2 separate regions of the Oryctolagus cuniculus genome follow, and region 2 is linked to region 1. The links are chromatin contacts, called in public Micro-C maps. All regions are on one chromosome and are shown on one strand. The core of a region is the stretch at or near the end of the contact, and the rest is flanking DNA. Distances in the headings are between cores, read along the strand shown. Region 1 holds the start of CLUAP1 (clusterin associated protein 1). Region 2 holds the start of ZNF263 (zinc finger protein 263).

Region 1 (2,863 bases), core at 43-2,542:
GTCAGAATTGTTTGCTTGTGATTTTAACCATTTTAACAACTTCATAATGGTGTCTTGCTGTTGTTAATGTGTCTTTCCTTAATAACTGGTAATTCTGAGCATCTTTTCATTTGCTTGTTGTTAGTCATCCATATATCTTCTTTTGTGAAGTACCTGTTTAGGTTTTGGTCCATTTGCTAAACGGATTGTCCTGAGTGCTGAGTTCTTTATACACTCCAGATATGAGACCTGGTGTCAGATATGTGTTTTGTGCCTAACATCTCCTAGATGGTGGCTCATCTTTTAGTTTTCTTATATATAGTGTTGTTAAATAAAATTTGTGGGAGTCATGTTAACAGACCAGACCAAGCAGAATGGAGTCCTACATGCGAGGTGCCTCATAATCCCAGTGAACTTGGAAATGGGCAAGCTTCCTCCCAAACAGGAAATTCACACAACCAATTAAAACCGTCAAGCGAGTCAACCCGAGCTAGCATGATAAGGAAATCCCCTGTGCCTTAACCTATACAAGGAAGGTAACCCGAAGTAACCTGATGTTAACCAGCCCGAATTTTCACTGCTGTTTCCTTGCTCCTGCTAAGCTTCCTTACAGAAGCCATGTCCGTTGGAGCACTTTTTTCATAGCAAGGATGAAGCCGCAATCACAAATCCTAGTAACTGACAATCCCATCATTAAGCTCGACTTGTTGAAAAAAAAACTTTTTAAAGATGTACTTCTTTATCTGAATATCAGAGTGCCCAAAGGAGGCAGGGAACTCCCCACATGGCTACAACAGCCAGGGTTGGGCCAGGCTGAAACCAGGAGCCAGGAATTCCATCCTGGTCTCCGGCTCGGGTGCCAGGTGCCTAAGCATTTCAGCCATCATCCGCTGCCTTTCCAGGCACACTGGCAGGAAGCCGCATCAGGAATGGAGCAGCCAGGACTTGAACGGGCGCCCCCAACGGAAGATAGCGCCGAAGCACAACCGTGGCTCTTGAACGTTCGTTTCTAAGCTGAGGAGCATACGTGTTGTATTATCGACGAAGTCCAACCTATCCTGAGAGAATCTGTTTAGGGAAAATGCTTCGGTATATTATATACTCATAAAACAGCTTGCTCAATCCAGGTTTCCTTCTAGAAAACGTAGTTTCAGGTTCTACACGTAGGCTTGCGGCACTTTAATTCCGTATACAGGGCCAGGTTGAGAAGGGGTCAGTTGTTCGCATGTGGGTTCCACAGCTCCTCGCGGAAGGTTATCCTCGCGCCACCACAGGCCTCAGTCGCTCAGTCCGGCACGGGACGCGTCGCCTCAGCAACCGCCCGGGTGCAGGGCGTGCCCGGAGGCCCCTGCGCCCGCGCGGGGCCGCCTTCCTCCCCGTCCACTCGTCCAGGTTCCTGTCATCTCACCATCCCCGCCCGTTCCAGGTACGGCTTCCGGTTAGGCACTCTGTGGGGACCGACCCTCGTGCTGGCCGGATGTCCCGCCAGAAGGGGCCGCGGGTGCAGGGACAAACGTCGGCGCGCGCAGCCTCCAGCCGATTTCCGGCTTGTCGCGAAGGCCAGGCGGCTGCGCATGCGCGGTCGGGACGAGCCGCCTTCGCTCGTGAACGCGGCGTCGTCGTTCGACGGTTCCGGAGGAGGGGCGCGAGGCCAAGCCTTCCACACAGGACGTAGAGGCAAAGCACTGTGCGTAGCACGCAAGAAGGACACGCGGCCCGGGAGTACATCGTTTATGGAAGGGAGAAGCAGTCTGTGAAGCCCCTGTCAGGCGCGCCAGCCGGGGCCACGTGTCCGTGTCGCCCTCGGCGTCCTCGCAGCGCCCCCTACGGCCCTCTTTGTGCGCCTGCGCCCGCCGCCGCGTTTCGGCTCGCGCCTTGTTTGGCCCCGGCCGCGCGCCGTCCCGGGCTCCGTGCGTTGCCATGGAGACCGGCGAGGCCCGGGGCTGCGGGCGGCGGGAGCGAGCGGCGGCGACCTGAGGCGCCGGGGGACGGAGGCAGCATGTCTTTCCGCGACCTCCGCAGTAAGGCGGCGCCTCGGCCCGGGCCTCGCGCGTCTCCCTGAGGCTGGGGGGCCCCTCTGCCGGCCGCGTGCGCCTGGGGCCTCGGCCCCGTCTTCAGACATGTCGTGGAAGGCGGAGCTTTAAAAGAGGAGTTTGCCAGGGCGCAGAAGCGTTTTGGGGAAATCCGTGCGGTTCTTCCGCGAACTTTCCGCAGAGCCCGCCCCGCCCCCGGCTCTGCCTGTGGCGGTGGAAGGCTCTCGGCCTGCCCCCGGGCCGCGCGCGGCTGGTGCTCCAGTTGCCGCGTTGGGGATTCCCGGGAGAACGCAGGGGCTGTTCGGGGTGGGGGTGGGAAAGCCAGGAGAGCGGAGAGGGCGCTGGGGGATGATCGTGTTGGGCTTTAGGGCCTGCCGGGGGCTGCCGCGGGTGGAGCAGAGCCTGGCGTGGATTGCTGTGTGCGTGGAGGCCCCGAGCCCCGCCGGCCAGGGGGCGCGGGCGGGCGGGTGCCGGGACCCGCCGGTTACGTTCCGGCTGGTCGCCGTCGAGGGGAGGTGGGCTCGTGTGACCTGGAGCTAGGCCTGGGAGGAAGCGGAGGCGAAGGCTTAGGACCGAGCGACGCTGTGTGCTGTGTCTCTCTGCGGGCTCCCCCTGCGCAGGGGGTCCTGACAGGCCTCTCCCTGAGGTCAGCTCGCAGAGGACAGCGTGTGTCACGTGGAGGACGGTGCTCCCCTGAGATTTTGTCACCGAGCAGTGCCGCCGTCCCGCTTTTTAGAGGTTCACGTAACGGCGTCCGCCTTGTTAAGCAAGTTCGCGCCTCCTTCGGCTCTGTTAGGAATTCCTCTTTTCTGCAGTGCAGATGTCCGGAGGCCACTTCCGCCCGCCCGCCC
Region 2 (3,161 bases), core at 426-2,925, 180 kb before region 1:
GAAACAGGGACGAGGAGGCAGGAGATTAAAAATTTCCTGACAACTAGGGAGCCTCCTCTAGCTGCGAAACGAAGTAGAACCAGTAGTGGCCACACGAGGGCACACTTACTTCATTTTCACCAGAGCCCGAAGGTAGCTGTTCTTAGATATTTTTGGTGTCTCGAGAACTTGGTGAACGGTCTGTTCCTGCTTCCTGGGGACACACACATGCAGGTTGGTGCACAGTACCTCCAGACGCACCGTGCACCCCCCGGATCTGTGCTGGCCAGTGCGCCCCCCAACATGAACTCCGCCTTAAAGGCTCGGTAGGCACCATCACACGGTTCTGGGCAGTGCCAGGCTAAGAACCCTGGGGTTCAGTGCATCCCTGTAGATCTGTAACCAGCGGGTAACTGTACTCCAATCAGATGTCGGCTAGTCTGTCCCCTGAATACGGGTAGGCCACAAAAAAATACTAATCCTAAGAATGCGCTGGAACAAACCCCGAGCGCCAGCGGTCGCAAGCGGTTGACCTCCATTCGTCCTACTTCAGGGCAGCACTGAAATATTCTTACACATATCCCGCAGCCACTGCCACTGACGGTTCTAAGCCTCGAACGTGCCCTGGCTCATGCAGTCCTCCCCGCACGTTCCCTCAGCTCAGAGAAGGGAACTGCGGTGGGAGCTCCATGCGATTAAGTAACTTGCCTGAGACCATAAAGGCCCGGGACAAGTGGTTTATGAGGTTAGAATCGAGATTTTCTTTTTTGAAATGAGAATGTTTAAAAAACCAGAATGGTCACAGGGAGTTCTGACGTCACGCCTATGCTGCAGTGGTCACAGGGAGTTCTGACGTCACGCCTATGCTGCAGTGGTCACAGGGAGTTCTGACGTCACGCCTATGCTGCAATGGTCACAGGGAGTTCTGACGTCACGTCCGTGCTGCAGGGGCTTCTGGGTTGGCATCTGCATGGCAGCTGCGGGTCTGGTTTCGTCCCTGGAATGGGACAAGGAAAACGCATGCCCAGTCCTCAGTCCACACAGGTGTTCCGAACCAGCCCTGGCTGTCCCCAGGTCCACCCTTCGCCACACTGGCGGCCTTGTGCGACCCGGCCCGGCTGACGGTGCCAACAACAACGTCTGCTTCGTCCAGTGCGCGTCGAGGATCCGCCTGCACGCGAGCAAGCGCTGTGTAGACGGTTACTGGTTGTCCGGATTCGCTCCCAGCGCGCTTCTGTCGGCCTGACCGCCGGTGGAAAGCGTCGCGGCCCTGGACCGCCGCTGCCCGTGGGCAAGAGCTCCAGCTCGCGGCGGGGCAGCCCTCCCCTGGGCGACACGAAGCCTCCACCGGCCCCACGCGTGTCCGTTCGCGCCGCAAGGCGATTCTCACGGCGGAGCCAGCACCGGAGTAACCGGCCCTGGCCCTCGCGGGCCGAGCAGTACACCCACACCCGGAGAGCCAGGGGGGCGCGCCAGGCCCTGAGCGCCCCCCGGAAGCCCCGGAGCCCGCCCGGCCGGCCCCGCTGCCACACACGACCCGGCTGCAGCTGGCTGCGGGCGTAGACGGCGGAGCCGGGGCCGCCAGCGCAGGCGCAGTCGCGGGGTCGCGCCACGGACTCCATCTCCCGGCAGGCCCCGCGCCGGGGGCCGGGGGCCGCGCGCTGTGACGGGTTCGGGGCGGCCCGCGGCCGGGCGTCCACGGGTGTGGAGCGCGCTGCGGAGGCCGCCGACTCCGAAGCCGGACGCGTGGGTCGCGCTTGCCGCTGCCAGCCCAGGGTGCCCGGGACGGTTGGGGGTTGCCCCGGGAAGACGCCATGGGTGGAGCTTAGCCACTCAGTTCCGGATTCTGCCCGCCCCGAACTCTGACGCGGTGGCCCTCGCGCGGCCGGGGCTTGCCATTTTAATAAGCCTTTGTGGGGACCCCTCGTCCAGACCGTCCGCCGGGCACATCCTCCCTTCCCCCCAGCTATTTTCGACTTGGCGGCCCCGCCCATCGCCCCTCCCGGGGCCGCCGGGGACCGCGGGGCTCCTCTCTGATTGGCCCCTCGCTCGTCCCGCCTCCGCAGGCGGACCTCCCCTTCTCATTGGTCGTCGGTGAGTCTGTGGCGAGACCTGATCCAATGGGCGCCGGAGTTTGCAGAAACGTGACCCGGAAGTTGGGCCCAAGCAGGGGCCGTTGGCTTGTGGACGGCTAACTGGCGCCCAGGCACTTCCGGCCTGAGGGCCGAGCCGTCTTTCGTGTGTCCCGGTGCTGGCTGAGGAGCGGGTCGCTCGGGTCTTGCCGCGGGAGCGTCCTGGCGAAGGTGGGCCTGGGCGGCTGGGCGGCGGCACCCGAAGCTTGTTGAGGTGGAGGCGCTGGAGCCAGCTGCGCCCGGCGAGAGCTGGGATCTTCCGCCGGGACCTGGAGCCCCGGGCCCAGCAGCTCCGGCCGGCGCCGCGCACCCTTGCTTGGCGCCGGGATACCTCTCAGAGCGGCCGCATCCGGTTTTAAGGGGCCAGGCGCTCTGGGGTCCTGACAATGGCGTCGGGCCCGAGCTCCCAGGAGCGAGAAGGGCTCCTGATAGTGAAACTGGAGGAGGACTGCGCCTGGAGCCAGGAGCTGCCCCCGCCTGACCCCGGGCCCAGTCCGGAGGCCTCCCATCTGCGTTTCAGACGGTTCCGTTTCCAGGAGGCCGCTGGGCCCCGGGAAGCCCTGAGCCGGCTCCAGGAGCTCTGCCACGGCTGGCTGCGGCCCGAGCTGCGCACCAAGGAGCAGATCCTGGAGCTGCTGGTGCTGGAGCAGTTCCTGACCATCCTGCCCCAGGAGATCCAGAGCAGGGTGCAGGAGTTGCATCCCGAGAGCGGCGAAGAAGCAGTGACCCTGGTGGAGGATATGCAGAGAGAGCTCGGGAGGTTGAGGCAGCAGGTGAGAGCGCGCGAGCTGGCTGCCTGGCCCCGGCGGCGGGGATGTCACCGACCTGGTTGCCCCGAGCTCTGCACGGGGAGCAGGCCTTTTTGTCGTTTGCCCCGGACTCTCCGACCTCCACTTGGTCCCCGCACGGCCGGGGGCGTAGGGCAGAGGCGGCGGGGCTCGGCACCTGGCCAGCGTGAGAAAGCAGCGCGTGAGAGCGCTCACAGGACTGGCTGCAGTCGGTGGTGGAAGCCTGCTGGCCGATGCGCGGGGCTCAGCAGTGGCCTCTGCA

Evidence for each region. A called contact is a pair of places that touch in the nucleus more often than the background predicts.
Region 2: a Micro-C map of ear pinna shows a contact between it and region 1, with 7 times the contacts expected there. The contact joins the promoter of ZNF263 here to the promoter of CLUAP1 in region 1. A contact is called at or near these places in 2 of 6 Hi-C or Micro-C datasets (ear pinna and skin fibroblasts).

Annotation. Positions count from the first base shown.
Region 1 is chr19:32,002,595-32,005,457 of mOryCun1.1, reverse strand. It overlaps CLUAP1 (clusterin associated protein 1), which reads left to right and starts at 1,292. Exons shown (of 12, transcript XM_070064021.1): 1 at 1,292-1,405.
Region 2 is chr19:32,181,692-32,184,852 of mOryCun1.1, reverse strand. ZNF263 (zinc finger protein 263) reads left to right here and starts at 1,675. Exons shown (of 4, transcript XM_008250644.4): 1 at 1,675-2,884. The coding sequence starts at 2,498.